Linked DNA regions of Mus musculus: all the other regions are linked to region 1. The links are chromatin contacts, called in public promoter capture Hi-C maps. All regions are on one chromosome and are shown on one strand. Each heading gives the region's core, a stretch centred on a gene start, on an enhancer-like site or on the middle of the called end of the contact. The rest is flanking DNA. Distances are from core to core; before and after follow the strand shown. Region 1 holds the start of Tnrc6a (trinucleotide repeat containing 6a). Region 2 holds the start of Ubfd1 (ubiquitin family domain containing 1). Region 3 holds the start of Cog7 (component of oligomeric golgi complex 7).

Region 1 (3,567 bases), core at 893-3,392:
TCCTGCTTTTCACAATATAACTTGTTTAAACATCCAGCTGACATTTAGCCACTGGTATCAGCTCTTAAGGTCCCTTTAAATGATTCCATAATTATTTAGAGTTCCAGAAAAACCCCTTAATGGGTAAGCCAATACTGTTTCTTTGCCAAGAGAACAGATTCTGTAACAGTCACCCCAACAGATTAACATTTATAAAATCAAAAAGCCAGAAATTTGGAACAATTAATTCTACATGGTGAAAAATACTTGTGCAATTACAAGTGTGCTAATAACCCCAACATAAGCCTAGAACTTCCAGTAAACAAACGTAAGCCATATTAAGACCTAAAACAAATGGAAGTTGTTTTTACTGTATTAATCTGTAAGTTTCTGAGTGTCTAAATATGATGCAAAAACAAATAGGTAAAGGAAAAGTCTGTTTAAACGTGGATCTGAAAACGGGTCAAGTATAGTACAATTCTCTGATAATTTAGAAATTACAGCTCAATAGAACTAAACGTTTTCCAGAAATGCATTACTTCGGGGTAGGAGACAAAAAAACAAACAAACAAACAAAACCTAACCAAACAAACAAACAAAAAAAAACCCCACTTCTCTTTTGAGGTAGTATTTGATGCTTACCAGTTACCAGTGCAAAAGCACTCAGACCCAGCAGAAGTGATAATCACTTACTGGTAACAATTTTTAATTACTTTCCCAACTGATAAAAAGAGCACACACTGAACACAGACTAAAATGTAGTTTCAAAGGAAAACAAAACGCAGTTTATGCTTCATGAAGTTCAAGGACAAAACTGTTTCCAATGCAACAGAATCCGCCTGACTACAATGTGCAGAGACAGAGAGGAAAAAATGTGAACACATAGTATCTTTTTATAAAGGCAACAATTTAGCTACAAAGTAATAACGGGGAAGCCAAAACAGTTTGACAGCCCGCCATAAGGGCCGCCTCAATCATGAGTCACACAATGCCTGCAACCATTTACAATAGTAATTAATGCACAAGTCCCCTAATTAAATTCTAAAAGGGTGAGAATGCTTTAACTAAGTTTACAAGAACTGCCTTTTGCTTTTCTTTTTAAGAACGAACACACTCGTAATTACGCGTCTCCCTGCAATGCCCCCCCCATGCAATATTCCCTGAGGCCGTTTCTCCCGAATGTCTGTTCCGTGAGTGCGAAAGCAAATGACACGGGGTTGGGGGGTGGGGGTGGAGGTTGGGGGGGGGGGGTCCGTAAACCCAGGAAGAGCGAAGCAGAGTGGAAACACACGATTATAAAGGGGCGGGAGACCGAAGGCTCGCCCATCTTACCTGCTAAGATTTCTCTCTACGTCTTTGGTAGCTTTAGCTTCCAATTCTCTGAAATAGCAAACAAAAACAAACACAAAAAAAAAAAAAAAACGGGGGGAGGGGATGCGCGTGAAAACGGAGCTGCTGCGGCAGAGCGCCCGCGCGGTGGGGGAGGGGCGGGGCTGCGGGCTGCAGCGCTGCGGGCCGCCGAGCCCAGGGCGACCGAGCCCAGAGCCGTAGCCCGCGCCGGACCAAGCTTCCCGGACCGCCCGGGACTCCCGCCCACGCCCGCGTCCCCCCGGGGACTGCCCCGCGCCGCCGCCCATCAGCCCGAGGGGGTCCTGCGGCAGCGCCGGAGGCTGGCTCCTGGCCCCCCGAGCGAGCCTCCCCTCCGGTCCGCTCACCTCATGTGTGTAAAGTGCACTAGCGCGTGAGGCGCGGGGAACGAGGCTCGCGAGCCTCAAGCCCTCCGCAGCGCCGCGGGGACAGGCCCGAGCCGCTGCACCAGCGCCATTTTCTACACCGTCCCGCTGCCGCCGCCGCCGCCGCCGCCACCGCTGCCGCCGCAGGCCCCAGACCGGAAGTGAATGCCCCACTCGCAACCCCTTCCGGGGGCGCCGTGGCCCGGGAGCCCCAAGATGGAGGTCCTAGCAACTAGGCCTGCCGGACGAGGCAGCCACTTGACAACTGTCTGACGCGTCCAGGACTTCGCCGGAGCTGTCGGGGAACTCCGAGGTTCCCCACGAGCGGCTCTGGGGCCTGGCAAGAGCGGAGCGCGGCCTTTTTCGCCGAGGCTGGCTCGGGCTTGCCTCGGACCATCCCCTCCTCCTTCTTTACTGCGACACAAGTTTCCTTCCCCTCGGCCCGGCCCCTCCCTTACAGAAACACGCCTTTAAAAAAAAAAAAAAAAAAAAAATCCAGCAAACCGCAAATTCCACCCCTGCCGCTGCCAGACTAGCCCGCGCCGTTTTTTAAATTCACCCACATCTAATTACTTTTGACCTTCAGCCACATTTATTTAACCTCTCGATTTGTGCCTCTTCCCAGGTGAAGAATGCATCCCAGAAGTTTCATTTTTTTTATTTTTGTGCCTCAAATTTTTACACACCCTTGACTCAGCAATTCCACTTGCACGAATTTCTCTGCTCAAGAAATAACCATTTGGGTATCACTTTTAAGTACTTCACAATCAAGATATTAACTCAAATGCACAGGAAAGGTTGAATAACTGTAGCCAGCTACGACATCTAATGCTATGAGGTGGCATTAAACGCAGCTACTTGCAATACCTGGGGTCTTGGTTACAATAAAAGAATGGAAACGCAGATGCCATACTAGTTCTCAGAAAGACATGTGAACACCCAAAAATTCTTACATGTGAACACTGTAAGATACATGTCTGTAGGTAAAGTATGTAAGTCTACATGTAGATAAAATAAGATACAGTAATATAATACATGAAGATACAATTATTACAATTATTTTCTTAAATTACAATATAGACACATACCTGATTGTAAATACAATAAGATACATACCCAAAGGGGGATGCTGCAATATAATGCATTAAGATATTATAATGCACATAGGTACATACATATTCGGTGCATATAATGCTAGTAATCTGCACATTTCTCCTCTACTTAAAATCTACTCCCTTTTACTTTCTCAGAAAACTCGCTCTGCAGACAACCTTCTTTTGCCCTTTTCTATTCTAAGTCCTTTAACTGGTTTAAACCTGCTCCAGTCTCTCCCATGAAACAAGCTCTGTGATTGTCTGCTTCTGCTCTAGGAGAAATGTGTGTTGTAGTTAGCTAATGAGTGGATGAATGCCCAGAAAGGAACTAGCCAGCATGTTAACGTCTGTTTTGCATTTTTCTTCTTTTGGTGTTCTTAATTTTATGAACACCCTATAAACATTTTTTGGAAAAAAATTACAAATTGCAAAATGAAGAATAACAAATAAATGCTAGTAATTTTTACATTTTAATTTATTTGAGATGGGGGTCTTACTCTATATCCTTGGCTAGCCTATGTAGGCCAGACTGGACTCAAACTCAGAAATCTGCCTATCTCTCTCTCCTGAGTTCTAGTGATCTATAACACACACACACACACACACACACACACACACACACACACACACAGGATCAACTTTGGTTAGGTTCTTTGTTAAACTGATACAAGATGGAGTCATCTGAGAAAATGCCCCCATCAAATTGCTGTAGGCAACTCTATAGGCATTTTCTTGATTAATAGTTGATATGGAAGCTCTTT
Region 2 (3,368 bases), core at 862-3,361, 1.1 Mb after region 1:
AGTTAGAAGGAACAAGGGCTTAATTCCAATACTGGTCATATTCTCTGGCACTACTAAGAGAAACCCACTTGTGACTTCCTTTGCTAACTCGCTAGAGTCTCCCTTTACAAAGGCCTTATCCTAACGCGGGAAGTCTAAGCACACTGACCCACCAGATGACAAAGATGCATATTTCAGGTAGCTGTCAACTCCACTCTGCTGCACCCAACTGCTCCATACATTTCCATCATGGGCCCTGTCCAGAAAGGAGCTTATTCTAGGGAGACTGTAACCAGTCTCTACATTCCCAGGACCACAAGCAGATGCCGAATGGTCTCACCTTCTGCCTGCAGAGGGGCTCCTTCTTGTTTTCTTCAGCCTTTGCATCCTGCTGGGCAGCATCTTTCGGGGTGTTTACTGCTAAAACATCATTTATAGTAGAACCAACCACCATGATCTTGGCCCCACTGGTCACTTTTATTTCTCTCAAAGTCTTGTCTTCAGGAACAAGTCCTTTATACATGACCTTCTGCATGGCAGGTGGGAGACCTTGACAAAAAGTGGAAAGGAATAAGCAGGAAATGCGTGGACCATCCCCCTTCTATAACAAAACAGGAAGTGAATACTGGTCCATCAACTATCAGCTTTGTGAACTTGAAGGAGTTCAGAACACCAGGACTATTTGATTGGTAAAACTTGGTCCTTCTACATGAATGTAAGGTATTTAGAATTGTTTGATGTCTAGGTATCATTGTTTCCAAGTTATAACTCTATCTTCTATCCACTTAAATACTGAAAATTCCCAAGTGTAGGAGATACAGAAAGCCAATAAGCTTTTTACCCGATACATGGAGAAAGCTTTAAGGAAAGTATTTCAAGTAGCAAACCAAAACAAATAAAACGGCCATGTATGAATATTTATAAAGGGCCATTAGGACAGTTGATAACACTGTTTCATGAACTTCCCTTATGAAACTGATCTGTCTGCTGAAAATAAATCCGTGGCTAAATACTGGACCTGTTCAGAATCTCCTGTAAAGTTCATAAATACCGCGCCTAGCAATGACAGTCCAACATTAGTTAGAAGGGTGAGCCTTAATACTCAAGATTCAGGCTTGCATCTCACTCCACCACTTGGTGGTACCACTATCATTCTGGGCCTAATTTTCCCTCTCTGATTACTAATGGACATACAAGTACTGATTTCAGAAAACTGCAGTGAGGATAGCGGGAGTCTAGGCGCAAGAAAATCGCTAACAGTTTAGCACGACGTAAGCATCAAGAGCTAGAAGGTAGGTCGTGGGTAGAAGCAGTCGGGTGTCAGCTCCTCGAATACCTGTAATGGAGTGAATCTTCTGCTTTAGCTCGGACCCCGTGCTGTCCAGAGGGACCTTCACGTCGTGTTTGGTCTTGTTCCAGATTATCTTCAGATCCACCAGCTCCTTGCCCACACCGCCGCCCGCGTCCTCGCCGTTGCTGACCGAGGCCTGGGCCGCAGGGTCCCCAGGGGGCTGGGCCGGGGCCGGCTGCAGGTTGCCTCGCGCGTCGCAGGAGTCCTCCGCCGCTGCCCCTACGGCTGCTTCGGCCTCCACGCAGTTGAGGGGCCGTGCGGGCGCCTCGGTGGCCACAGCCTCGGCCTCCGTGTCCATGCCTGGCTCCTCCATGCCTGCAAAGGGGTTAGGGGGGTGGGTGCTCGCCACGAGCCCGGCCTGCGACGAGAACGGGCCCGGGCACCGTCGTTGCCGCGCCACGCTCCTCCCTCCGGGGCCAGGCCCGGTCCCACGACCCCGGCAGCGTCCGCAAGCTCTTCAGCCGCCGACCGACCGCCTTCCCCGCCACACTCACCATCCGGGGCTCCGGCCGCCGCCATGATGATTGTGTACAACACCCACCACGACCGCAGGGGCCGCCGGGAAGAAGCGAGCTGGCGGAGATTGGCCCCCGCACCAGCCCCTAATTTCACACAGGCTGGCCGGAAACAGGTGGAGGTTTCTATGGAGACCCGCCTCCTCCGCTTCCCGGGCCGGCCCCTGCCACGCTTTAGCATTCCCGCAGCCGGAGGGGGCGGGTCTGGGAGATCGCCTGCTCGCAGCGCTCGGTCCCCGAGCGGCGGCGCATCGCCGCCCTAGTCCAGAGGGGCGTGAGCAGCCCAGATAGGCGGCTTACGCCTTTAAGTGGCAGGGCCGCGCTCGCTGTGGCGAAAGTTGATTGGTTGGAGTGATTTTTTTCCCCCCCGCCGAGCGGAAGTGACGCGCGAAGGAGCCCACGTGTGTGTTTCTAGTCCACATGGCGGCGCCCCTCAAGAGGCTTCTGCTGGCCGAGCCGCACGTGGTGGCCCTCGGGCACCGCGTGGGGCGGCGCGAGGCCAGTCTGGGCCCAGATCCCGGGGCCCCGGTGCGAGTGCGCTTCGCTCCCAGCCCCACAGGTAATCCTAACGGACGTGACGCCGCTCGCCGCAGCCCACCTTCCCGTCCCCGCCCCCGAAAGTTCCAGAAACAGTCCCTTCCGGGGTTGTCTGCGCGACCCCGTTTTAAAGAGACGGAGGTGGAGGGCTAGGATTTGAAGTGATTGAGATTGCTAGAAGTTTCCTTGTTGTATTGTCTCTGTCCTTTCTTATTGCACGCTGTGTGCAGAGCGTATAGACTTTATGCCAAGGCCTATGCGCTATAATGCAGTGGTCATTGAAAAGTCAGGGTTCTGGCTTTGAAGAAACCGACAAATCCTAGAGTCATATGTGTCCATTTTGGCAGTGAAGCGGGATAGGGCGCCCTAGAAGGTATTGCTGAAGAGGTAACATTTGAGTTGAGAACAAGTGTCAAGAAGACCCGCTTGAAGCCTAAGAGGAAACGACATGCACAAAAGCCTGAGTTTGCTGGCAGCTTAGCAAGTCAGAAGAAAACAGAGGCCCATGTATATCTTGCTAGGAATTCTGTGTCTCCTCCCTTCCCACAAATTCCCAACCTTTAGTTCAAGCCACCTTCTACCCTGTTCACACTGAGCAACCGTTCATTCTAGGTCTAGGGTCAGCAGGAAAAGATATTTCTGAGTCTCAGCTGCACAGGAAGAACGCATTACCTCCAGGCAGGCAATGTAGATTGTGGAACTTCGATATGTGGTAGAAGCCCTGGTTCATAGTTAACTGTTGTGAATCTGTTTTTAAGACTGATATAAACGAAACTGCTAGGGAGAAAATGAGTGTCTCAAAACCGAGAGAACAAAATCATCTTTCTTTTTGTTAGTCTCAGTGATGTAAAATAGCTTATCAAATGACTGCAAGTATCTAAGTATCACAGTGTCTGTGTTTACCTATGGTCAACATGAACTGGGATACTCACCTTGTTGGAAGAAGCACTTATGCAGGCATCCAAGGCCTGGCATTTTCTGCATCT
Region 3 (3,527 bases), core at 885-3,384, 1.1 Mb after region 1:
AAGATGAATTCCACCCGTGGGTTGGTTTGTTTGTTTTTTGAGACAGGGTCTCTTTATACAGCCCCTGGCTGTTCTGGAACTCACATTGAGGACCAGACTAGCCTTGAATTCCCCTTGGCCTGCCTCTGCCTCCTGAGCATTGAAAGGTGTGTGCCCAGCTAACAATAATGAGTTGGAAACTTAGTCTTTCAGCAGCAATTGGTGGGACAACTCAGAAGATGATCAAGGACATATGTTTTGAAGGACACTAATGATCATCTTTACTAAAATACATGGAACACTTATTCAATGACTGCATATATTTCTTTCTTTTCTTATTCTTTTTTTTTTTTTTTTTTTTTTTTTTTTTTGAGACAGGGTTTCTCTGTATAGCCCTGGCTGTCCTGGAACTCACTTTGTAGACCAGGCTGGCCTCGAACTCAGAAATCCACCTGCCTCTGCCTGCCGAGTGCTGGGATTAAAGGCGTGTGGCACCACACCCGACTATATATTTCTTTTTTGCTGTTTGGTTTGTTTTTGAGACAGGGTCTTGCTACGTATGCCTAAATGATTTCAAACTTAAGGAATCTTCCTCTTTCTGCATCCCCAGTGCTGGGATTGCAGGCGTGTATCACCACATGAAGTCAGACATGTGATTTTCTTCCTCCCTTCTCTGCTTCCTCTTCTTTATATTGAATATTCATGTCCATAGTGCTGTGTTTCATAAAGACAATCTACCTAACTGTACTATGCATTTTACCCCTGTTCCCTTCTGCATATCTTCCCTCTTTCCCACCTCCACCTTCCATTCTTTTTCCTCCCGTGTCTTTCCTCTGCTCTCATGTTAGATATTCTTTTAGGTGTTTATACAATCTGGATCCAGAACTGAGAGAAAACGTGAACTTCGTCTTCTGGCTTCTTTTGCTTATTACCTTTAGCTGTATCCATTCCCCACAACACCATGTCCTCCTTTTGGGTACTGTACATATTTTTAAGTGCACATATACTCTTCTCCATGACAGACAAATATTAAGGCCATAGCAAGTCTCTGTACATTTAGAACAGAGTCATAATATGTGTTCCTGATACACGGAATTAAATTAGAAACCAACGCTAGAACATGCAGTGGTGGCTTAAGCCAGAAATCCCAGCATGTGGGAGGTTCGATCTTTGAGGCATGGGTTTGAGTTCTAGGATAGAAGAACGGAACCCGTCTTTAAAAACAACAAACAAACAACAACATCCTCACAACAACAACAACATCCTCTACTTTGCTATACTAGACAAGAGCAAAAAAAAAAAAAAAAATCGGAGAAAGAAAGGAAGAAGGAAGAAAGGTAGAAAGAAAGAAAAAACCTAACTAGTAAAGAAAATGATGGAAAATGAGTGGAAGAATTGGAGGAAAAGTAATTTTTGAAGATTATTGAAGATTACTGAAATTAGACCAGAGTTAGGGGAGACCATTATCAAATCTATAGAAATCTATGAGGAGAGATGGTCCAGCGGTTAATAGTACTGGCAGCTCTTCCAGAGGACCTGCGTTCCACTCCCAGCATTGATAACCACATGTAACATCCCACTTCCAGGAGATCTTTCATTCTCATCTGGCCTCTGCCCGCACCAGACAGGCAAGTGGGTCACACACATACAGAGGCAAAACACTCCATATAAAATAAAATAAAATTAAAAAAAAAACCAAACTGCTGCCGGGCGTGGTGGCGCACACCTTTAATCCCAGCACTCGGGAGGCAGAGGCAGGCGAATTTCTGAGTTCGAGGCCAGCCTAGTCTACAACGTGAGTTCCAGGACAGCCAGGGCTACACAGAGAAACCCTGTCTCAAAGCAAAACCAAACCAAACCAAAAAACCAAAAAACCAAAAAACCCAAACTGCTGTATGCATTTAGTGAGGACGGAAAACTAGCAACATTACTCCTACATACAGAGTTTATATTTCTCAGCTGCTCCCTTCTCAGACGTCAATCTTCTAGTCTTGAGGAAACACGCGTTTACTTAGTTTACTGCTCGACAAATAAGAGCAGAAAACGAACTGTCGTACCTGTCCGGACTGCGCGAAGCTCGCTGCTCTAACAGGAACAGTTGCTATGGTAATAGGCACCGACTTCCGGAAGAAGTACGGCGCGCGACGAGGGACATTCGGCCTCGGCGCGAGTGCGCTGACGGGGCGGCAAGTAAAGCTTGGTGGGTTTCGACGGGTGTCCCGAAGGCGGTGTCGCTCGGCGCCAACCCGGAGACCGCGCGCCATGGACTTCTCCAAGTTCCTGGCTGACGACTTCGACGTGAAGGACTGGATTAATGCGGCCTTCAGAGCCGGCCCCAAAGACGGGGCGGCGGGGAAGGCGGACGGTCACGCAGCCACCCTGGTAATGAAGCTGCAGCTGTTCATCCAGGAGGTGAACCACGCCGTGGAGGGTGAGCCACGCAGACGCCCACCCGCCCGCCCCGGCACCCGACTGCAGGACCGGGCCCAGGGGCCAAGCCTCTCCTTTGGTGGGAAAGCGAGCCCTGCAGTAGTCTGAGTTAGGTCTAGGCTTTGGTGTTCACGTCCGACGATGCCATAACATTTCCTTTAAAAACTAAAAACTAAAAACAAAAAAAAAACCCCAATAATAATAATAATAACAATCTGGGAGTGGTGGCGACCGCCGTTAATTTCCGCACTGGGGAGGTGGTGCTGGACGGTCAGGAATTCAAAGCCAGCTTCAGTTGCAAAGTGAGTTCGAGGCCGGCCTAGGCTATAGGATCGCTCTCGCCGGCTCTCGCACGCTCTTTTACTCTTCCTTCTCCTTCCCCCTTCTTATTTACAGTCTCACTCTGTCGCCTAGGTTCGCCTCAAACTCGCCTTCTGCCCCAGCTTCCCTAATTCTGGCATTACAGATATGTGCCCCCCCCCCCCAAAAAAAGCTCTTTGGGTTTGGAGTAATTGCTCAGTGGTTACTACTCTTGTAGAGAACCTAAACTTAATTCTCAGCACCCACATCAGTTGGCACACAACTACCTGTAACTCCAGTTCCATGGGATTCAGTGGCCTCCTTGGGCATAAACACTCACATGCACATACTGACACACAGACAAACATGGGTGAATGTAATTAAAAAATAAATCTTGAAAGAAGGCCTTTTGGAGGTGGTGGGGTAGATAGACTCTCATGTAACCCATACTGGCCTTGAATTTGCTCTATGATGGAGGGTGACCTTGAACTCTTGATCTTCATGCCTTTGATTCTGAAATTCTGGGATTATAGACATGTTCTGTCATGCCTGGCATAAAGAGTCACTTTTGAGAGCATTTAATAGTTAACTGGTCCTAGTATTTAGCAGTATATGAGAATGACACAAATCCATTAATATATCTTTGTAAGCTAAGGAAGATGGGCCATCCTGAATGAAGACTTTAACTGTGTGTGTGTGAGAGAGAGAGAGAGCGAGAGAGAGGAAGAAAGAGAGAATGAGAGAGAGAAGACGAGAGAGAGGGGGGGGAGAGAGAGAGAGAGAGAATGAGAGAGAAAGAGAGAATATATGTTGCTGAA

Evidence for each region. Promoter capture Hi-C pulls out the DNA fragments that hold promoters and counts their contacts. Capture Hi-C pulls out chosen DNA fragments and counts their contacts.
Region 2: a contact with region 1 is called in a promoter capture Hi-C map of liver, with 3 times the contacts expected there. The contact joins the promoter of Ubfd1 here to the promoter of Tnrc6a in region 1. A contact is called at or near these places in 2 of 39 promoter capture datasets (liver and pre-B cells), 1 of 484 Hi-C or Micro-C datasets (CD4 T cells), 2 of 115 datasets of contacts at active chromatin or transcription factors (astrocytes and fibro-adipogenic progenitors) and 2 of 9 other capture datasets (adipose tissue and liver).
Region 3: a contact with region 1 is called in a promoter capture Hi-C map of pre-B cells, with 3 times the contacts expected there. The contact joins the promoter of Cog7 here to the promoter of Tnrc6a in region 1. A contact is called at or near these places in 1 of 39 promoter capture datasets (pre-B cells) and 2 of 9 other capture datasets (adipose tissue and liver).

Annotation. Positions count from the first base shown.
Region 1 is chr7:123,122,460-123,126,026 of GRCm38.p6, reverse strand. Tnrc6a (trinucleotide repeat containing 6a) reads right to left here and starts at 2,142. Exons shown (of 24, transcript NM_144925.3): 1 at 1,695-2,142; 2 at 1,312-1,359. The coding sequence starts at 1,699.
Region 2 is chr7:122,065,941-122,069,308 of GRCm38.p6, reverse strand. Ubfd1 (ubiquitin family domain containing 1) reads right to left here and starts at 2,111. Exons shown (of 7, transcript NM_138589.2): 1 at 1,825-2,111; 2 at 1,316-1,645; 3 at 320-528. The coding sequence starts at 2,026. Ears2 (glutamyl-tRNA synthetase 2, mitochondrial) reads left to right here and starts at 2,223. Exons shown (of 9, transcript NM_026140.3): 1 at 2,223-2,404. The coding sequence starts at 2,266.
Region 3 is chr7:121,980,300-121,983,826 of GRCm38.p6, reverse strand. Cog7 (component of oligomeric golgi complex 7) reads left to right here and starts at 2,134. Exons shown (of 17, transcript NM_001033318.3): 1 at 2,134-2,410. The coding sequence starts at 2,242.